Regions from separate parts of the Ovis aries genome. Here region 2 is linked to region 1. Evidence: chromatin contacts called from public Hi-C data. All regions are on one chromosome and are shown on one strand. Each heading gives the region's core, a stretch centred on a gene start, on an enhancer-like site or on the middle of the called end of the contact. The rest is flanking DNA. Distances are from core to core; before and after follow the strand shown. Region 1 overlaps FARP1 (FERM, ARH/RhoGEF and pleckstrin domain protein 1). Region 2 overlaps FARP1 (FERM, ARH/RhoGEF and pleckstrin domain protein 1).

Evidence for each region. A called contact is a pair of places that touch in the nucleus more often than the background predicts.
Region 2: a Hi-C map of liver shows a contact between it and region 1, with 1.7 times the contacts expected there. The contact joins two enhancer-like sites. A contact is called at or near these places in 3 of 16 Hi-C or Micro-C datasets (liver, skin fibroblasts and tail adipose tissue).

What each region holds. Positions count from the first base shown.
Region 1 is chr10:74,505,430-74,509,082 of ARS-UI_Ramb_v3.0, reverse strand. All of the region lies in intron 1 of FARP1 (FERM, ARH/RhoGEF and pleckstrin domain protein 1), which reads right to left. Among named protein-coding and RNA genes, the nearest start is that of FARP1, 19 kb to the right of the region's middle. Within about 2 kb of position 2,017, at least 15 of the 54 cell types and tissues checked have an H3K27ac peak or open chromatin away from gene starts, as enhancers often do. A contact at or near this core is called in liver, where this site is marked.
Region 2 is chr10:74,551,755-74,555,407 of ARS-UI_Ramb_v3.0, reverse strand. The region is part of intron 1 of FARP1 (FERM, ARH/RhoGEF and pleckstrin domain protein 1); the gene reads right to left. Among named protein-coding and RNA genes, the nearest start is that of FARP1, 65 kb to the right of the region's middle. Within about 2 kb of position 1,702, at least 10 of the 54 cell types and tissues checked have an H3K27ac peak or open chromatin away from gene starts, as enhancers often do. A contact at or near this core is called in liver, where this site is marked.

The DNA of each region.
Region 1 (3,653 bases), core at 768-3,267:
TGTGCGAGGCACCTCTGCCATTCACAGAACAGGAAGCATCTCTAACTTCCCAAGAGGCTAAGCAGGCCTGTGTCTGAGAGGCTAAAACCAAGGCCGGAAGCTAAAGGACGGGGATGCTAAAGCAGACAGTGTCAGAGGGTAGTTCAGTTCAGTCGCTCAGTCCTGTCTGACTGTTTGCAACCCCATGGACCGCAGCACGCCAGGCTTCTCTGACATCACCAACTTTGGGAGTTTACTCAAACTCATGCTCATCGAGTCGGTGTTGCCATCCAGCCATCTCATCCTCTGTCGTCCCCTTCTCCTCCTGCCCTCAATCTTTCCCAGCATCAGGGTCTTTTCAAATCAGTCAGCTCTTCACATCAGGTGGCTAAAGTATTGGAGCTTCAGCTTCAGCATCAGTTCTTCCAGTGAATATTCAGGGATGGCTTCCTTCAGGACTGACTGATTTGATCTCCTTGCTGTCCAAGGAACTCTGAAGAGTCTTCTCCAACACCACAGTTCAAAAGCATCAATTCTTCGGTGCTCAGCCTTCTTTATGGTCCAACTCTCACATCCATACATGACCACTGGAAAAACCATAGCCTTGACTAGACAGACCTTTGCTGGCACAGCAAAGTCTCTGCTTTTTAACATGCTGTCTAGAGGGCAGGGTGAGGAGTAAATTTGGACCTGCCATCAACATGCGACTATAAATTCAAGGCTTTTACAGACCATGGGAGCCCAACAGCTGGTGAGAAGGTCGGCTCAGGTTTAAGAGGTTCAAGGTCATTTTAGCAACAAGGCCCCAAAGAGAGTCTCAGTTCTCTTTATTGAACAAAGATTTAAAGGCTACTGACGATGGCCACAGCCTGTGCCAGGCAGCAGTCCCACAGAAATGAGCAAACTAAACCAGTGTCTACAGGTACACCAGTGAAAGGTGTTTCTTCCCAGCACACACCACTGAGAAGGCAGTCTGTGTTCCCGGATCTCACCCACCCCTTCTTTTGGAAATCCTGCACCACTTTCAACCCCCTAACCTGGCAAGCAGGCAAGCCCCGGAGCGGTATTCACTTCCAGAAGCATCAGTCAGAGTTAGGTGTTTCTGGAAACACTCCTGCTACAGTTCTATTTTCTAACCCGTGAGGAAGGCTACACACTTCTAATAAAAAGTAGATCCCAAGCCCCCTGCCCGCAAATGCCATGAGGAAAAAAGAATCTAGAGATAAGACAGGCAGAAGCAGTGAGTCTTCATCAGGCCCCTACATCCTTATAAGGACATTCTTCGCAATCTCCACATGATAAATATTCAAAGGGCAGGTCATCCAGGGACCACCCCCCCCCCCGCCTCCCCACTGTGAGCCCAACTGCATTCCTCTGAAGAAAGGTCAACAGGAAGTGACCTCATGAGACCTTTGAACTTAACCACATTAATTTAAGGACTACTGAAGCAAGGTTAAGGGGGGAGAAATTCACAAAACAAATGTATATTATAAAGTTGAAAAAAATTAAACAGTAAAAAAAAATTTTAATTTAAGGAAAATGTTGGATGTTGGTAATGGGAGAGGTAGTAGGTGAGGAAGGGGTATATACTCTGCTTTCTACTCCATTTGCTGTGGACCTAAAACTGCTCTTAAAATAACCCTTTTTTTTAAATTAAGCTAAGCAAAGAAAGCTATGTAAAGCAAATATGAAGAGGAGAACAATCCATGTGTGAGTATGTGTATTTGCCAAACCACTCTTCTTCACTTTTCAAAGTTTCTACAACGATCCTATTATTTTTACAATTAAAAAAGAGACTATGCAAAACAAACAAGGTGATTTTAAAAAGCTTTATTTAAAAAAAAGGATTCAAGGAAGCACAGCTAATGCCCATGTGAAATACATCAGGCCAGGTTTCTGATCTGTTCGGGTTACCCAAGCCACTCTGTAAGCAACGCAGGGGAGAAGCGGGCAGCCATCCCCCTGCACCAGGCTAGTGCAGCCAGATCCCTGAACCACACGAGCTCTGCCAGCAGAGCGACAGTACTCAGTGCCAGGCTGGCATCGGCGCCCGGGAAAGCCTCATGGCACAGGTCCTTTGTCATGTGGCTATTAAGCTGAAAACAGATCTCCTTCCTGTTGCAGCTCCCAAACATCCACGCCGAGTGACAAAACACCACTCTCCGAAACTAACAGGCCTTCATCAGACCTGGGCGTCAGGGTCTCAGAGCTGAAATTCTGTAAGTAACCTTGGAACCAACCACTGTGTCAAGCTGGGACAGAGCAGCGACGGCAAAGGGCCAAGACGTGTCCTCTAAGACTGGTGACTCGTCCCCCAAAATGTCTCAAAGGGGAAAATAAAATAGTATCACAATGCTGAAAAGGATACTGAACTCCCGTGAGCTGATCAGACCTTCCTCATTCTGACTCCAGAGCCACTGGCTGCGTGGGGTCAAGGTGAGGCAAGTGAGGCATGGCCCTGGATGTGAAATTTAAGGGGATGCCAAAACTCACAACAACTAAGATCATCTTTCATTTAATTAATTTTTTAAAAATCAGAAAAAAAATTTTTTTAATTCACAATGAACAAAATAACACACTGTTAAACAGATTCTTTACCATCTGAGCCACCAGCAAAGGCTTGAACTGTGCTGCTGGAGAAGACTCTTGAGAGTCTCTTGGACTGCAAAGAGATCAAATCAATCCTAATGGAAACCAACCCTGAATATTTACTGGAAGGACTGATGCTGAAGCTCTAATACTTTGAACACCTGATGCGAGGAGACGACTCACCGGAAAAGACCTGGATGGTGGGAAAAATTGAGGACAGGAGGAGAAGGGGGCAACAGAGCATGAGATGGTTGGATGACATCATGGACTCAATGGACATGAGTCTGACCAAACTCCAGGAGATGGTGAAGGACAGGGAAGCCTGGCATGTTGCAGTCCATGGGGTTGCCAAGAGTTAGACAAGATTGGCTGACAGAACAAGAACAAAACAAAAGACAGAGTCTGATCCTGAACTTGCAGATCTATCTCAGGTCGCCCTGGTCTGGTGTGCTTGCCTACAGCTGTACTAGGAGAAGGTCCCTAACTGAGTCACAAAGAGCATGGACTTAAGGAAAACCTGATTTCACTGATAAACTGTGTATGACTGTGAGCATGTTAACCAGAAATCTAAGACTCAGCTTCCTCTTCTGTAAAATGGGGACAACATCTTCCTCATTGAGAAAAAAACAACTAAACGTGCAAGCACACACTGCTTTAAAACTGGCAGCCCAAATCCTGATTCCAAGAAGCAGCCGAATATGATTCCTAGGAAGACTTCTAGCCCATGCAGGAGACTTTCAAGCAATTTTCTGGGGATAGGTTTTGCTGGGCTATTGAGTTTTCCCTACCATCACTCTGGTGATGGACTTTTCTCTCTCTCTCTTTTAATATTTATTTATTTGGCTATGCCAGGTCTTCCTTGCAGCATGCAGGCTCTTTTAGTCCTGGCATTCGAACTCTTCGTTGCGGCACCTGGGAACTAGTTCCCTGACCAGGAATTGAACCTGGGACTCCTACACTGGGAGTACTGAGTCTCAGCCACTAGACTTTTCTTATCTGCATCTTCAGCTGTCAGAACTGAGGGCCATTCCTAGCACTGAGCTATGCCAGGGGAAGACAGCAAGTGAGAATGGAGAATGACGCCT
Region 2 (3,653 bases), core at 453-2,952, 47 kb before region 1:
CCTCTTGAAAAACCTGTATGCAGGTCAGGAAGCAACAGTTAGAACTGGACATGGAACAACAGACTGGTTCCAAATAGGAAAAGGAGTACGTCAAGGCTGTATATTGTCACCTTGCTTATTTAACTTCTATGCAGAGTACATCATGAGAAACGCTGGGCTGGAAGAAGCACAAGCTGGAATCAAGACGGCGGGGAGAAATATCAATAACCTCAGATATGCAAATGACACCATCCTTATGGCAGAAAGTGAAGAGGAACTAAAAAGCTTCTTGTTGAAAGAGAAAGAGGAGAGCGAAAAAGTTGGCTTAAAGCTTAACATTCAGAAAACTAAGATCATGGAGTCTGGTCCTATCACTTCATGGGAAATAGATGGGGAAACAGTGTCAGACTTTATTTTTGGGGGCTCCAAAATCACTGCAGATGGTGATTTCAGCCATGAAATTAAAAGACGCTTACTCCCTGCAGATGGTGATTGCAGCCATGAAATGAAAAGACACTTATTCTTTGGAAGGAAAGTTATGATCAACCTAGATAGCATATTCAAAAGCAGAGACATTACTTTGCCAACGAAAGTGTGTCTAGTCAAGGCTATGGTTTTTCCAGTGGTCATGTATGGGTGTGAAAGTTGGACTGTGAAGACAGCTGACCACCGAAGAATTGATGCTTTTGAACTGTGGTGTTAGAGAAGACTCTTGAGAGTCCTTTGGACTGCAAGGAGATCCAACCAATCCATCTTAAAGTAGATCAGTACTGAGTGTTCATTGGAAGGACTGATGCTGACGCTGAAACTCCAATACTTTGGCCACTTCATGCCAAGAGTTGACTCATTGGAAAAGACTCTGATGCTGGGAGGAATTGGGGGCAGGAGGAGAAGGGGACGACAGAGGATGAGATGGCTGGATGGCATCACCGACTCGATGGACGTGAGTTTGAGTGAACTCCGGGAGTTGGTGATGGACAGGGAGGCCTGGCGTGCTGTGATTCATGGAGTCACAAAGAGTCGGATACGACTGAGCTGAACTGAATGTTTGTCCCATGCCCACTTTCCCCACCAACTTTCCACCAAAGCCTGTTAGACCTTTTTATTCATTCCTCTAGATCCTTTGAGGTTGGACTTCAATGTCAAGTCCACACTCTTTAAGGACCAGCCTTTTGAGACCTGCTTCGTTTTCGAAAGGCCAGGTCTGATTCCATAGGTCTGCCACACAAGCCACTTTCTAATTTCTGTCCCAAGCTTTTTCTAAAGAACATAATCCCAAACTGTTTTAGTTATCCTTTGCTTAATCATCTCCTAGTCTTAAGAAAGACAGCTAGACTTTGCTCATGTACTTTACACCGAAGTGAAACAGATCACCTACCTTGGTTCAGTGAACCACATGTGGGTGGCATAGATCTAATTATGACATCACTGTGTTTAAAATAATCTTCACAAAGCAGGCAAAATTACTCCCTTACATGTTTCCTAAATTGTGTCTCATGGTTAAAAATAAACACAACTGCCGAAAAAAACTGCTATCAGTCCAGTTCGCCTTCTCCATTGCCAGCCTCCTTCTTGCACTCTTGCCTACTCTGGTGTTGATCCCTCTGTGCCTCTGGAAGCATCCTCCGCTGCCCATCTCCAACCTCACCTTCTGCTCCCTGCACTCCATCAGAGTGGACAGGCCCTGCCCTCAATCACTGGCCCTGAGCCTGAGCACACGGCTTCCTATTGCTGAGTCGGAGCAGGATAGGTCTGGTGTGGCTCTAATGCGCAGCTAGAGAGGGAGGAAAGGGTTTGTCCTCTCATGTCACCTGACCACAAAGGTGTTCCAGACACATTTGCTCTGTGTGCGACCTAAGCAGAAAGGAAGGCTCCCATCCTCTAAATGGGATCCTTTCTCTCCACGCTGGCCCAAGATCCCCAGGTAAACACTGTAATTTTTAACAGCTTGGCATTTAAAAATTAAATTGAACTACTGACTTAATAGACAGTACCTTAACTTCCTTTATCTGTAGTCTTCAAATGACCTCATGCCTGGATTATTTCTACTTCTGGATATTAATGTTTCAATAAAGCCTGTCACACTTTCTTTTTGTTTTGATACTTGCAGGCAGATTGTTGCTGTACATGGAAAGTGCTGTTTAACTCAAACATAAATCCAGCCAAGAGTTTTGAGCTGAGCAGCCTAAGAATGTCAAGGGAATATCTGAGGAACGCTGGCAAGGCATGAATGGGTAACCATAACTGAGGCAGGATAGCAAAACTGGTGAGTCCGGTAATAAAACAGCCTTCTACATACACATCTAACAAGCCTAAAGGCCTGAACCCATGCTTGATTCTGACTTTACCTTAACTTCTTTCGACTTCTGAATTCCTAACGATAAATAGACAAGGTAAAAAAGATGAATATTTCTTTCCTTGTGGCAAGTTATTACTAACGCGATCATTCCAGACCTAAAAGTACAGAGCTGTCTGTGAAACGACTTTCTTCTTTAGGTCTTTTTGAAAAGTTATTTTAAAGGCAATAACAACTACAACAAAGAAAGCAGTGAAGATTTTAGCTGGCAAAGAAAAGATAAAAAACTGGAATTGTCTTGTTACAGTCTCTTGGCGTAAAGACTTCCTCTTGGAATTCACCCAAAAGCAACAAGGAACATGAAAACGCAAACTGCATCCCAGAGGAAACTGGGAGACATCTGTAGCTTTGAACCACGCAATGGGAGGTGGAGTTGCCAAACTGCAGGCAAGGTCAGACAGAGGAGAAGAAAGACGCTTGGAGAGGCTGTCCATGCCTGCAGAGCCACGCTGCCCAAATAGTGAGGATATCCAGCAACAAACCCAGCAGCAACTTTCTGAAAAGGGCAACAGACGTGCAGGTAGCACTAAAAGCTTTCCTGGGCACGGCATGGTGAGAGATTTCCAGAAGCAGGAAAGGTCAAATTAAATGAGATGCTGTACAGGTAAGACATATTAGCAGGAAGCAGTCTGTTGCCAAGGCAAGGCAAAAAGAGAGAGATCCCACTAGGAGCACAACCAGTCTCTGCAATCATGAGGAAAAATAAGAGTTGAAAGGATCACACACACACACACACTCAGGTCACAAGAATTCCCGTTGGCATGGGATATGGCCCTGTCTCCTGCCCAGGTAAAGTTCCTATAAATAGCTACTTCATAAAGAACTCACCTAATCACAAGAAAAAAAAACCTTCACAGAGATGCCACAAGAAGAGAAATATGAAAATGAATGGCAGATGAAAAACACCCACCAAAGCAATGTTACATGCAGCAGATGAAAATTTTACCCAAATGTATTTTCATAAATTAACAAAACAATGAAATAACTGATTCTGTCTACAAAAACAGAGTAGGATTTACAAGAGTTCAGGGAAGCAAGCGGAGAAGGCAATGGCACCCCACTCCAGTACTCTTGCCTGGAAAATCCCATGGGCGGAGGAACCTGGTGGGCTGCAGTCCATGGGGTCACAAAGAGTCGGACATGACTGAGCGACTTCACTTTCACTTTTATGCATTGGAGAAGGAAATGGCAACCCACTCCAGTGTTCTTGCCTGGAGAATCCCAGGGACGGGGGAGCCTGGTGGGCTGCCGTCTATGGGGTCACACAGAGTCGGATACGACTGCAGTGACTTAGCAGCAGTAGCAGGGAAGCAAAAGA